2 separate regions of the Zea mays genome follow, and region 1 is linked to region 2. A link is a contact called in public Hi-C data. All regions are on one chromosome and are shown on one strand. Each heading gives the region's core, a stretch centred on a gene start, on an enhancer-like site or on the middle of the called end of the contact. The rest is flanking DNA. Distances are from core to core; before and after follow the strand shown.

What was found. A called contact is a pair of places that touch in the nucleus more often than the background predicts.
Region 1: a Hi-C map of tassel shows a contact between it and region 2, with 3 times the contacts expected there. The contact joins two enhancer-like sites. A contact is called at or near these places in 3 of 25 Hi-C or Micro-C datasets (ear, leaf and tassel).

What each region holds. Positions count from the first base shown.
Region 1 is chr4:84,676,553-84,683,003 of Zm-B73-REFERENCE-NAM-5.0, forward strand. No RefSeq gene overlaps it. Among protein-coding and RNA genes, the nearest start is that of LOC103653459, 52 kb to the left of the region's middle. Within about 2 kb of position 3,954, at least 16 of the 20 cell types and tissues checked have an H3K27ac peak or open chromatin away from gene starts, as enhancers often do. A contact at or near this core is called in ear, leaf and tassel, where this site is marked.
Region 2 is chr4:84,515,953-84,522,424 of Zm-B73-REFERENCE-NAM-5.0, forward strand. No RefSeq gene overlaps it. Among protein-coding and RNA genes, the nearest start is that of LOC111591383, 110 kb to the right of the region's middle. Within about 2 kb of position 2,584, at least 17 of the 20 cell types and tissues checked have an H3K27ac peak or open chromatin away from gene starts, as enhancers often do. A contact at or near this core is called in ear, leaf and tassel, where this site is marked.

The DNA of each region.
Region 1 (6,451 bases), core at 2,704-5,203, 160 kb after region 2:
GGCAAGCCAGCCAGTAGTCTGCGAGCCACAGTTCCGGTCTCATCTCCCCCGAGTACTTTGTGATAGTAGTCGGGGTTCAGAACCGGGTCGGGAACGGCGCCCGTCGTATGGCGCGGCTGAAAGCCTGCGGACCGGGTGGTTCGGGCGAGGGACTCCGATCCTCCCCGCTGTCGTAGCGTCCCCCACGCCTGGGGTGGTAGCCTCGGCGCACCCTCTCGTCGAGGTGGGCCCGACGGTTGCGGTGATGGTGCTCATTGCCGAGGCGACCCGGGGCCGCAGGTGCCATGTTGCGCGTGCGCCCAGTGTGGACCGAGGCTTCCCGCATGAATCGGGAAGTCGCGGCGCGATGTTCCGAGGGGTACCCCTGCCTTCGGGAGGCGGAGCTTTCGGCCCGTCGGACCGCGGCGTCCTCCAGGAGATTCTTGAGCTCTCCCTGAATTCGCCGCCCCTCGGTGGTTGATGGCTCCGGCATCGCGTGGAGAAGCATTGCCGCTGTAGCCAGGTTCTGGCCGACTCCACTGGAAGTAGGTGGCGGCCTTACCCTGACATTGTCGACGATGCGGTGCTGGATACCCTGGGGTAGATGACGCACTTCTCCGGCCGGAGGTTGGCCCGCCCATTCCTGCCCGACGTCCCGGCGGATCGGCTCAAGTGTTCCTGCTGCCTCGTCGAGCCTGGCCTGCACCCCGCGGATTTGCTCGAGCTGTGGGTCATGACCCCCCCCCCCCCCCCCGCCGGAACGGGGACCACAGCTAGCTCCCGTAGGATGTCAACGCGAGGCACAGGCCTAGGGAGATCACCGTTCTCCGGCATACCAAGATGGTTGCCTTCGGAGGGACCCCCTAGATCGACGTGGAAACATTCACGACTTGGGCCGCAGTCCTCGTCGCCGAGGCTGCGGCTACCGTCGGAACAGTCGGAAAGGCAGTAGTCACAGGCGGTCATAAAGTCCCGCATGGCACTGGGGTTACCAAGTCTGGAGAAATCCCAACAGAAGTCGGGCTCGTCATCTTCCTCGGACCCCGAGGACCCGTAGGTCGAGACATCCGTCAGCCGGTCCCAGGGTGACCGCATACGATACCCCAGAGGGTTTGGACTCGCCTCTACGAGAGCGCCCACCAAAGCGAAGTCGCTTGGCGGGTCGAGGCTGAATCCAAAAGGCGTGAGATGGGAATCGGTTGGTACCTCTTGGTTGACGGGTGGTGACGAAGTCACGTCAGGGACTGACTGCACCATCGTCTCAGGTACGAGGGTGACGCCCAGCAAGTCCTTCGCGAGCGTGCTGGCATCGTCCGTTTGCTTGGGATTGGCGTGTTGCGGGGAGACGGCGCTCGTCTTCGTCTCAGACGCGAGGTCGATGCCCGACGTGCCCCCCGTTGGGGCGCCGGCGCCGTCGACTCGCTCGACAGCCGACGAGGTGCCGCCTCCTGCTTGGCCTTGGTTGCCCCGCCTCCTCCTCCATCGGCAGGGGAGGGGACGGGGTGAGCTCGAATGTTGTTCTTCCACCACGCGGGGAAGACGTCGTCGATTCCGCCGCCGGCGGGCGGGCTGTCGGCCGCCATTGTCGCTGTCGCACGGCGGGGGAAGGAGTATCATGTCGTAGCTGCCGTCGAGGGACATGAACTCAAGACTCCCGAAACAGAGCACCGTCCCGGGCTGGAAAGGTTGCTGGAGACTGCCCATCTGGAGCTTGACCGGAAGCTGTTCGTCAACACACAACAGGCCCCTACCTGGCGCGCCAACTGTCGGTGTTTCGAAACCCGGGGGTCCCTGGACCGACGAGTAAATTGTCGCCGCGTGCCCCAGCCCAGATGGGTCAGCGCGAGACGGAGCGCGAAGGGGGGAGGCAGCCGGAGGGAGACGGGCGTGAGAGGTGGAATCCCGCGGCCTTCGTGTTTGTCCCGCGCCCAGGTCGGGTGCGCTTGCAGTAGGGGGTTACAAGTGTCCACGCGGGAGGGAGCGAGCGGCCTCACGCGAGCGCCGTCCCGTCCTTCCCCGCGCGGCCAACCCTCTGTAAGAGGGCCCTGGTCCTTCCTTTTATAGGCGCAAGGAGAGGATCCAGGTGTACAATGGGGGGTGTAGCAGTGTGCTAACGTGTCTAGCGGAGGAGAGCTAGCGCCCTAAGTACATGCCATCGTGGCAGCCGGAGAGGTTTTGGCACCCGGTTCATGTGGTGTCGTGGCCGTCGGATGAGCACTGGAGCCTGGCGGAAGGACAGCTGTCGAGGCTGTTGAGTCCTTGCTGACGTCCTCTTGCTTCCGTAAGGGGGCTGAGAGCCACCGTCGTCATAGAGCGTGCGGGGCGCCATCATTACTTGTCTGGCGGAGCAAGCCAGATGGGACGCCGGTCTTGTTCCCCGTAGCCTGAGTCAGCTTGGGGTAGGGTAATGATGGCACCTCCTGTTGACGTGGTCGGTCCGTGCCCTGGGTTGGGCGATGTGGAGGCTCCTCCGAGGTCGAGGTCGAGTTTGTCTTCCGAGGTCGAGGTCGAGTTCGAGCCCCCGGGTCGGGCGAGGCGGAGACCGTCGGCTGAGGCCAGGGCTGAGTCCGAGCCCTGGGGTCAGGCGAAGCGGAGTTCGTCGTCTTCCGGGGCTGAGCCCGAGTCCGAGCCCTGGGGTCGGGCGAAGCGGAGTTCGTCGTCTTCCGGGGCTGAGCCCGAGTCCGAGCCCTGGGGTCGGGCAGAGCGGAGTTCGTCGTCTTCCGGGGCTGAGCCCGAGTCCGAGCCCTGGGGTCGGGCGAAGCGGAGTTCGTCGTCTTCCGGGGCTGAGCCCGAGTCCGAGCCCTGGGGTCGGGGCGAAGCGGGGTTTCCCATGGCGCCTAGGGCCGGACTTGGCTGCTGTCAGCCTCACTCTGTCGAGTGGCTCAGCAGTCGGGGCGGCGCAGGCGGCGCTGTCCTCTTGTCAAACCGGTCAGTGGAGCGGCGAAGTGACTGCGGTCACTTCGGCTCTGTCGACTGGAGGGTGTGCGTCAGGATAAAGGTGTCAGGCCACCTTTGCATTAAATGCCCCTGCGATTTGGTCGGTTGGCGTGGCGATTTGGCCAAGGTTGCTTCTTGGTGAAGACTGGGCCTTGGGCGAGCCGAAGGTGTGTTCGTTGCTGGAGGGGGGCCTCGGGCGAGACGTAGATCCTCCGGGGTCGGCTGACCTTGCCCGAGGCTGGGCTCGGGCGAGGCGTGATCGCGTCCTTCGAATGGACCGATCCTTGACTTAGTCGCACCCATCAGGCCTTTGCAGCTTTGTGCTGATGGGGGTTAGCAGCTGAGATTTAGGAGCCTTGACGGTACCCCTAATTATGGTCCCCGACAGTATTCAAGGGTATAACCCACGTACCCCTAATATCAATATCCGACACATGGTTTCGTAACTATTCTAGGTGTTATCTTACAATTACTCTTCCTTTCTCTCCTTCTGAAGAACTAGTATTTGAAGTAAGAGATGAACATATTTGTGGGCGACACAATCGTATTTGGTATTCATAAAAAATAAATTTAATATCAATTATCAAAGTGAATATATGATCTGCATATCAGATATTAAACTGATAAGCTTAAATATTATAATTTATCTTAGTCTAAGGCCAAGAAAAATATGAGTTGAGAAGAAACTCGACCCCTTTTTTATAGCTCGCTTGGTCAATCGTCTTAGCTAGTGAGGTGGTAATATGTGAGAACGATGTACTGAGCTGTGAGCTGTGTGTGGTTTCCTATCGTGTTAGGCTCGGGTGCTATCTTATGGCCTATCTGTGTATAATTTTTTGGGTCTATTGTTACACGAGAAGCCGAACTACGCGTTTCGACTGTGATGAACAACGTATGATGAATAAAATTCGTGCTTTAAAAGTAGATATAGAGAATTCTGGCGGTGGCGGGTACAGTGGCCGGCTGGATCCAGTGCACCTGCGCGGTGTGCGGTTGAGCTGGCGATCTAGGAGCCACGTACGTGCCCGAGACCAGAAGCTTGGGCACACGCACACGCAGCAAACAGCCCAGCCCACGTCTACGCTTTGCCGAAAGCACTGTGCGGGCCGTGTGGTTTTCGGACGGGATCACGGATGGGCTTTGAAGCTGCCATCGGTTTGTTCTATGGTTTAGGCCTGTACGTGGGTTCAGGAGAGCTGCAGCTTTTGATATAGATTATGCAGCTACTAGAAAAATATATAGGGTCCAAAATTTTTAAAAAAACAATAGAGACAGTGCGGCACCTTCTTGCTGTGCTCTTTCTGAGAAGCTTTTCTAAGGATCTGCAGCGGGAAGAATCTGGCTGTGGAGAAAATCTAAGTATCGTGGAGATTACGTGCGTGAAAGGTAAAAGAAATTATAGGGTTTAGGATGTAGAAAACTGACGGTTTCCTACTGTCACAATGACTCGACTGATTCTGTGTTCATATTTATTTTGAACGATTTTAACTAAAGCGACATAAAAGCAGGCTGAAAAGTAAGACGTTTGACAGTCTTTAACAGCTTTTAGTGGGCAGAATATGAAAAAAGCTAAACAAACAGGTTCTTAGACTGCCAGAAATAATTTATATCCGACGGTGTACCATTTATGTCTGACGGTTTAAACAGTCTGAAATTTTATAATTTACTGTTGTGCCTCTCCAAGGCTCAAATGGAAGTGTCAGCTTCAATCACTACTCCCAAGTTGCTTCAGTTTTCAGGGGAGTACAGGATTTGTGAATTAATTAAGAACATTTGTGAATAGTTCATGTTTCCGGTGCTGGTGCACACGCGCGTCCGTCCAGAGAGCCGCCTGGTGCCTGCTCGAGGTTATGCGGAGCCAAAGAAGAGAGGCCCGTGTGCACGCCGACGAATGGCGTCGACGGTAGGTTGCATGCATGTGCCTGCATAGCCTTCACGTTCATGTCGGAGACGCAACACCGAGCCGCCTGGTTGGTTCCATCTGTCGGCCGTCGCCCTACGTACTCGAGGCCAGGGGGGTCCGGAAGAATGTTAAGCCTCCACCGTGATTGGTAAGCATAGTTAATCCCGGATTGATCCAATGATCTCACGGTTGATCTGCTGCTCAGTTCTGTCACTTTGTCCTTTCTTGCTAGGTTAGCTTCCACTTCCATATGCCTGTCATCGCGTGTCCTCGCTCCGACGGCGCGCGAGCAGCTAGCAGCCCACCCACCACGCCTGTATTCACGTAAGAAGGGAAAAATGATTTTTAAAATAACTTTTGATGATTAATTATTGTTCATGAACCTCCCATAATCGTGTCAAGTATTTAGCCTGCTTTAGGTGCACTAGTTTTGGTTTAGTTTGCTACAAAGTTCATGTATTCAAGCGTAGAATCGCGGGTACGGTCGAAGACTGCTTGACGCACGTCGTGGCCGCATCTTCAGGTCGACCCCGCCATGAGCGTAGAGATGGCCAAACGGGCCGGCCCGGCCCGGGCCCGGTGAAGCCCGGCCAAAACCGGGCCGGGCCTGCTGAGCCAGCGGACTTAATTTTCTGTCCAAGCCCGGCCCGCAGCGGGCCTAAACGGGCCGGGTCGGCCCGTTTAGCACGAAAAAACGGGCCGAAAAGCGGGCTAAACGGGCCGGTAAGCACGTTTTAGTGTAAAAAAACGGGCTTAACGGGCTTAGAGGTAAACGGGCCGTGCCGGGCTAGCCCGCCGTGCCTAGTTTTCTGTCCAAGCCCGCCCGCTTATTCTACCGTGCCGGGCTCGGACCGGGCCCAAAAAGCGGGCTTCATGCCGGGCTCACGGGCCTCGTGCTTTTTGGCCATCTATACATGAGCGCACATTGTGCATGTCGCATCGGAGGCCGAGAAAGAAGGCACTTCGGGTAGCTGTGATCGTGGCGAGGGAACTCATGTCGAGTCTTTTATTATGCAATGAAAACCAGAAAAGGTGTTGCACCACTTAGCAAACAAATCCCAATTTTGGTTTCTTACTATTCATCGTCCTCGCGGTGACCGTGCTGCTTGATCATGTTCCAACGATGGTCGCTGTTGAGCGGCTGCGCCAACAATCTGGTATAGGAGCTGGTTGGATGCACTATGGTGGATCATTTAGTCTGCTAAGGAGACCATCAAGGAAGAAGTGAGTCATACCACGCCAACAACCGGTGAACGCCATGAGCGACTCGTCGAGCTCCTGCGACGGTGTTAGGCAGAGTTCGCTACTGTGGCCCATGCTCATGCACGACAACTACTTCTTGTGGGCGATGGTGATGCAATGCAACTTCGAGGAATTGGGTAGCGGGGGTGATCAACCCAGGGACCGGTGCCAAGCGGACGCAAGACTGTCAAGCAATGAGTGTGCTCCTGCGCTCTGTGCCTAAGGAGATGTGGCAGTCTCTTAGCGAACGCAAGACTGTGAAGGAGGCATGGGATGCGGTGAAGGTGATGCGGATTGGTGTCGATCGTGTGAAGGAAGTGAATACCCAGAAGCTACTGCAGGAATTTGAAAACATCAAATTCAAGGATGGAGAATCTGTGGAGGACTTGG
Region 2 (6,472 bases), core at 1,334-3,833:
AGTTCTCTGTACCTTCTATTTGCACTATAGTTTGCAGCTAAGATGTATTAGATCAGTTCTAGCTAACTTCTAACTACTAACTTCGTTGCATTAAAATTTGTTATAGGCTCGATGGAGAGCCTGAGCTTACTTTAGCTGTTGTTGACCCAATTGTTGCTATTGACAATGTGCCACAAGCACAATATATTGATTGGAACACACTGCAAATAGTAGAAAGACAGGATGAAGAGGGAAGGCTGGAAGTAATAGATGAGGATCAGCTGTATAACCTCTTGGGCTTGACGGTTGATGAAGAGAATCCTCCTGCAGATGCTATGGGCAATGATGGTGATGCTGGGAGGGTTGATGGTGAGGCAGGGAGGGTTGATGGTGAGGCTCCTAATGTTTTCGATGATAGTTTTGGCGCAGCGATTCTAGTTGATGAAGATGTGCCTGAGGAGAGGGTGTTTGTGCACGACCCAGGTAAGCCTAGCATGAGTATTGGCACAGTGTATCCTGACATGAAAGAGTTTAGATTGGCTATGCGCCAATTTGCTATAAATGAGGAATTTGAGCTGCACATCGCAAAAACTGACCGAACTAGGTACATTGGGTATTGCAAAGGAGATGGATGTCCTTGGCATATTGTTGGACGGAGACAACCAGATGGAAAAACGGTTATGGTATTTTTTGGTGCAGCTAGTAGTCATTTTACATAGCATGTATTTTATCGTTTCACTAAAGCTATTAGTGATTTATGAATTTTTTATCTATTCAGGTGACTGTGCTGATTGGTGGTCACACCTGTACATCAAGTGCAAGAAGGAAAACCACTACACCCACTAGTGCTCGGGTAGCTTCTAAAGCTGTTCATATCCTACAAAAGAAACCAGCCATGAAGACTGTTGAGCTGAGGGACAAGTTACAGGAGGACTTTTGTTGTGAGATTCACTATGACACTGTATGGAAAGGAAGACAGAAGGCATTACGAGAACTGCATGGCAGCTGGGAACAGAGTTTTCAATTGTTGTTCAATTGGAGAGCAGAGGTAATGAAGCGTTCACCTAGTAGAGACAGCTAATGCAGACCAAAATGTGCAAGAGGCAAATGCTATCATATCAAGTCCTATCAGACCAAATAGAGAAACAATATTACAAGATAGCCTATTAGATTGACTAGAAGGTCTGCACTATTTGTGAACTGCATTCTAGTGTTGCAGCTAATGGTAACTGCATTCTAATTCAATCATTTTTGCAGGGGGCTTGCTATGTTGCTTGGGGAGAGCACAAGTGAGCAGGCTGACTTCAACCTTGGCAGCAACAAAGATTTGGATGTGTCGCCAACAAAGCTTACAACAACAAAGAATGCAAAGCCTGCAAAAAAATGACACCAAGGAAGAAGAAGAAGAACCTGACAGCAAGTGAATGAACCTGACAGCAAGTGTATGCCACCAAGCAAAGTCTGTTTGGACTTGTTTGAAATCAATGTATATGAATTGTGTGACTCTTTTTATGAGTCCAATGTGTGTAAATTTTAATATCTTTCTGTCTGAACATCTATGAAACCAGTGAGTCTAAACTATGAACACCTATGTGGTCATTTGAATTGTGAACATCTCTGAAATTTTATTTGAACTTTATCGATTGGTGTGCTGAAATTTCTGTGCTGAAAATTGCACCGTGCTGAAAACTGTACTGTATTGGATTTTGTTGCAGATTGGTGTGCTTCTCTGTACTGTGCGCTAGAAAGCACAGAATTTTTTTTGCGCCAACTTCCATCAGAACAGCACTAGTCAGCTTGGTCTGGACGCTTTATCTGAACCTGGGTTGGAGCAATTTATTGGTCTGAACGCTACTCTTATTTGAACCAAGGGTGGAGTAGTTTTTGAACCTGGTCTGGACGTTTTTTTTTGAACCTGGGTTGGAACAGCCTATGTGCCAGTTTTCGAACGCTCCTCTTATTTGTACAGTTAACGGCGTTAAATGGCCGAAGGTTATAATGTGCTGAAGGGATAAAATGGCATTTTGTCTGTTGAACAATGATTGAAAATAGCGTAGCGGCGAAACCCATTTTTATGATGGCATTTGGACGAAACCCGTATTTGATAATGGCGAATGGGCAAATAACTCGTCTAAGGACGAGGCAGAAAGTGGGGCCCGTCAGAGTTTCGCCAGGCCGGCACAAACTGGAGTACGCTGGACGCATTTGCTGCCGCATGCCGCCAAATGCCACCTGTTCGGTTCCCCCCCTATCCCCACCCCACACCCCAGCTGGCCAGCTCACCGCGATGCTACGACGGCGCGCTCCGTCCACCCCGCTCACCGACCAACCACCCGCAGCCGCAGCAGAGCAGAGAGCAGTGTAGAGGGAACTCACGGACCTCACGTTGAGTCCACTTGTCAGCAAGCAAACATCGATGCAGTGGACTCGGACTCTGTGTACGCGAAGCAGGTGCCTCACGTCGGATCGAACGTACTCCATGCGGCCGGCGTGCGGCTGCGCGCTTCATCACTTCGGAGTTCGGACAGCAGTACAGCACCAGGGCCCCTGCGGCCCTGCCCCCTGGCCCGGCCTGTTGGGGAGGTACGGTACGGTACGGGGCTGGGCCGCAGGTGTTGGCCTTTGGCCGGACCCCGCCTCTCCCTCCGTTGCCGCACCGGTCCACAGCCACGCAGCTACGGTCTAGGCGTGGTCAGCTTCGCCTTCGCCCCACGGACCCACTGCGCAGCCACCAGGGGCATCCCATTGCTATTAGTTACGGTGCAATAGAAAGCGAGATATATCTGGTTAGTTAATGTTATGTATTACCACTAGCTGGAAAGTCGTAACGAAAAGAGATGAGTATGTGTTAACCGTTATGAACTAGCCTAACCAAACAAAAAAACAAAGGGAATATATACCACTCTAAACTGATCCCTGACAGAAACATCTAACCAAACCGCCACTGAAGCGATGATTTCTTTTTGTCAGATAAAAACTGAAGTATGGATGGATTTTGTGTCCGTTCTGCCACGACGAGGTTCCGTTTGAAACGTGTCGGCTATTCGCCCGACTTCTACTGCTCTTACACAATGTTTTATCTCTATAAATTATAGCTGCAGCAATTCTAACTGTTTGATTTAATCCGAAACGAACAGTCTAGTGGCTTGGTACTCTCCGAACAACTAGAGTAATTTTAAAATAAACCTTTTTTTGCTAGTATCTTCTGAAATACAACTTAACAAAAACAAGACATTAAAATCTAGGACATACTCCGTACTATTCGGTACCACTCAAGCATTGGAGCCTCAGTCCTAGCTTCACCTCCGTACGTGTGCCTAGAAAGGCAGACACTGACCCCTTAGGACTAATCTGAAAGCAAAGAAAACCAAACCTAAAAGAAAAAAAAAGACTCCCGTAATAAATAAATATCTTATTAAATCAGATCCTCATGAATTTCTTACTTTTAAAAAAAGTAGAGGGGTCCAAAAAGATTTAAGTTTTTAAACTGATCCTTTAATAAACGCCAGTATGTAGAGAGAGATAACAGGCACACGCACATCGTCTTTCTCATCTATCTCGCTCACGTATGTACCTTCGCCCTCACTCCTTTAGCTCGGACGACAACTGCATGCCCAGACCGACGGGGAAACTCAAACTGCATGCAATGACACTTCCAAACCGTCTGTAATGAGACTACCTATCTATATATCTAAGTAACCAAAGCAAGGAAAACATTTGACCGTACAATGCAAACAAGTAAGCTTAGCCTGTTTTTCAAGTTGTGTACATTATAAAAAAAATACTCCCTTCATTCTATATATGTTTTGGATTTTCAAGATACATATTTCTCAATTTTAAATTATAAGATATTTTAACTTTTTAGATATTTTTTTTTACTATGTGTCTAGACATATGGTATATCTAACTGTATAATAAAGTAAATAGATTCGTAAACGCCAACGTCTCGTAATAATTTAGAATCGAGGGAGTAGCTTTTACAATACACTTAGATATACACTATGTATCTAGATATATAATAAATACAATATACCTAAAAAATAAAACATATTATATTTTAGAACAGATGAAGTGTTTTGTATAGAGAGCATATGCATGGAGGCAATCGATTTAAACAATGACGAAATGGTGCAGCGATATACATGATGCATGTTGTTCCATACCTGGCCATGTCAAATATACAGTCCTTCGTTGCGGCGCTCAAGTTCGTTGCCTATCCGACCTCTTATATGTATGCACTATTGGAAACGTATACTACTCCATACGCTCTTTTTATTTGTCGTGTTTTAGTTCAAAAATTAACTAGCGAACGACAAATATTTGAAAACGTAGGTAGTATACAGTAGGGTAATTTGGTCTTATTTTATTTTCTTAGAGAGATAAAAAATAATGTTCTTAGCTTTGAAATTTCTGTATTTTACATATAAAAAGAAAGCAGGTAAATTGTTTTGCATCCATTTCTACAAGGGCACAAGCAAATGGTCAATATATTATATTTCGGGGAGTTGTACTAAGGCCTAAGGGAATGTTTGATTTTAGGGGCTAATTTTTAGTTACACCATTTTATTCTATTTTAGTTTCTAAATTATCAAATATAGAAACTAAAATAAAGTTTTAATTTCCGTATTTGACAATTTAGGACCTAAAATAGAAGAAAATAGAGGGACTAAAAATAGTCCTTAGAAACCAAACATCTTTGATATATTGGATTTTTTTTGACGTATCCATTTATGCTTAAATAAGCTAGTGTTGTTTTTCTCGAGTGCCCCGCCCCTCCACTTTAAATTATAATATGATGTTCTGGCTTTTCTAAATGTATAAGTTATGTTTAAAAATTAAAAAGAACCGAGAAACCTAAGTACGTTAACACCACATCAATTTTCCACATGGATACCCCACAAAAAATCCACATGAACACCGTTGGACTGAGATCTATGTATTGCTTTGGGCGTTTCGTTGGTGAACATCAACGCAGCCGGTTTCGTTGATGTCGGCATGAGAATAATGAAGATGAGCTGCGCGGTAGGAAAAGATATATATGACCTATTGATTAGCTTTTTTCAGATTAGCTTTTCTGAGAATATAGCTGTAGAGAGAATCTAACTGTAAGAAGAATATGTATATCGTGAGTATTACGTGCGGAGTAAAATGAAGTGGTCTAAAAAATTCAAGATCTAAAAAGTGATGAATTTCTACTATCATGACGACTCGACTGATTCTATGTTCATATTGATTTTGAACAATTTTTACCAAAACGATTCTTATAGAAGCGGGCTGAAAATCAAGAACATTTGTTAGGACGCAACAGTCTTTTGTGGCCAGAATCTGAAAAAGCACAAACAAACATGACCTAAGCTTAGTGTGTCTTAAATCGTTGTCTACCTCCTAATAAAGGCTTGTTCTTCGTTTATACCGGAACGGTTCCGTTGGAATGGTTAGTTCCAGCTAGAATGATAGGTTTATTTATATTAGCATTGACTAGCCGGAATAGTCTCAGATCCCAATCCCTGTTAAACGAAACGGCTAACAAACGGTTTAAACCACAGAATCTACTCCCTACAACCACAGAAAAGTGGAAAGCTCTGCACACCCTACTGTACTGTGCATACAAGAAAATTCGAGTTAGATAGATCTACAATATTATCTTATTTTATATATTGAAAACAGGTAGGTGTGAAATTGTTGTACATGAGTTCATCGCAAAAGGAGGGTTTATTTTTTTTTTCAGAATATGTTTCATGTGGTTCCAACTTCCAACCATGTATCCGGGTTCTGCAGTGGGTTCAGGTGAATGCGAGGTCGAACAGACAACGAACTCGAGGCCCGAATCCAAGGGCTGTTTACCTGACAAAGAGCCCGGTACGGAGCACGCAGCATCGCCTTTTTTTTTGCATATATATAGACGTCTCTGCGCATGAGACCTGTCAATATATGAAACACAAACAGAAGAGAGAGATCGTCAGTGTCACCATGTTGCAAAGCTACGCTACTTCAAAAAAACAAGCAAAATAGATGTATCTTTCCACGACCAGGCATTTTCTTAACTACAAAGCATGAAGAGCTAGCGATGCTCTGAACTAAGACGTACGTCAGTAGATCGATCGATGGTGTTTACCTCGAGACGTCGTCGTCCAATGCTAGTAGCTCCAGCAAGCTGCTAGACTAGACGACATGCACAGGAAGGACGAAGGCCATGAGAGATGCAGCAGCAGCAGGATGGTTTGATGCGTTTATTTGTATTGTAGGCCCGTGAACCGACGCCTTTTGTAGGTGGTCGCCGGCTGCTGGTTAGGTTAGACTTGTGGGTGCAGCTTGCTTGGCTCTGACACACGTGGTTAGTAGCTGACCACTCCACTTGGTAGCTGCACCCAGCTGCACGGCGGCTTTTGAAAGGAACGGCCGCTGCTTCGTCCTCCTCCGTCTCGAAAAGTAGAAGCGGGGTCCTCACCTCACTTCTCACTCGTTTCGTTGCTGTTCGGATTCAAAGCCATAT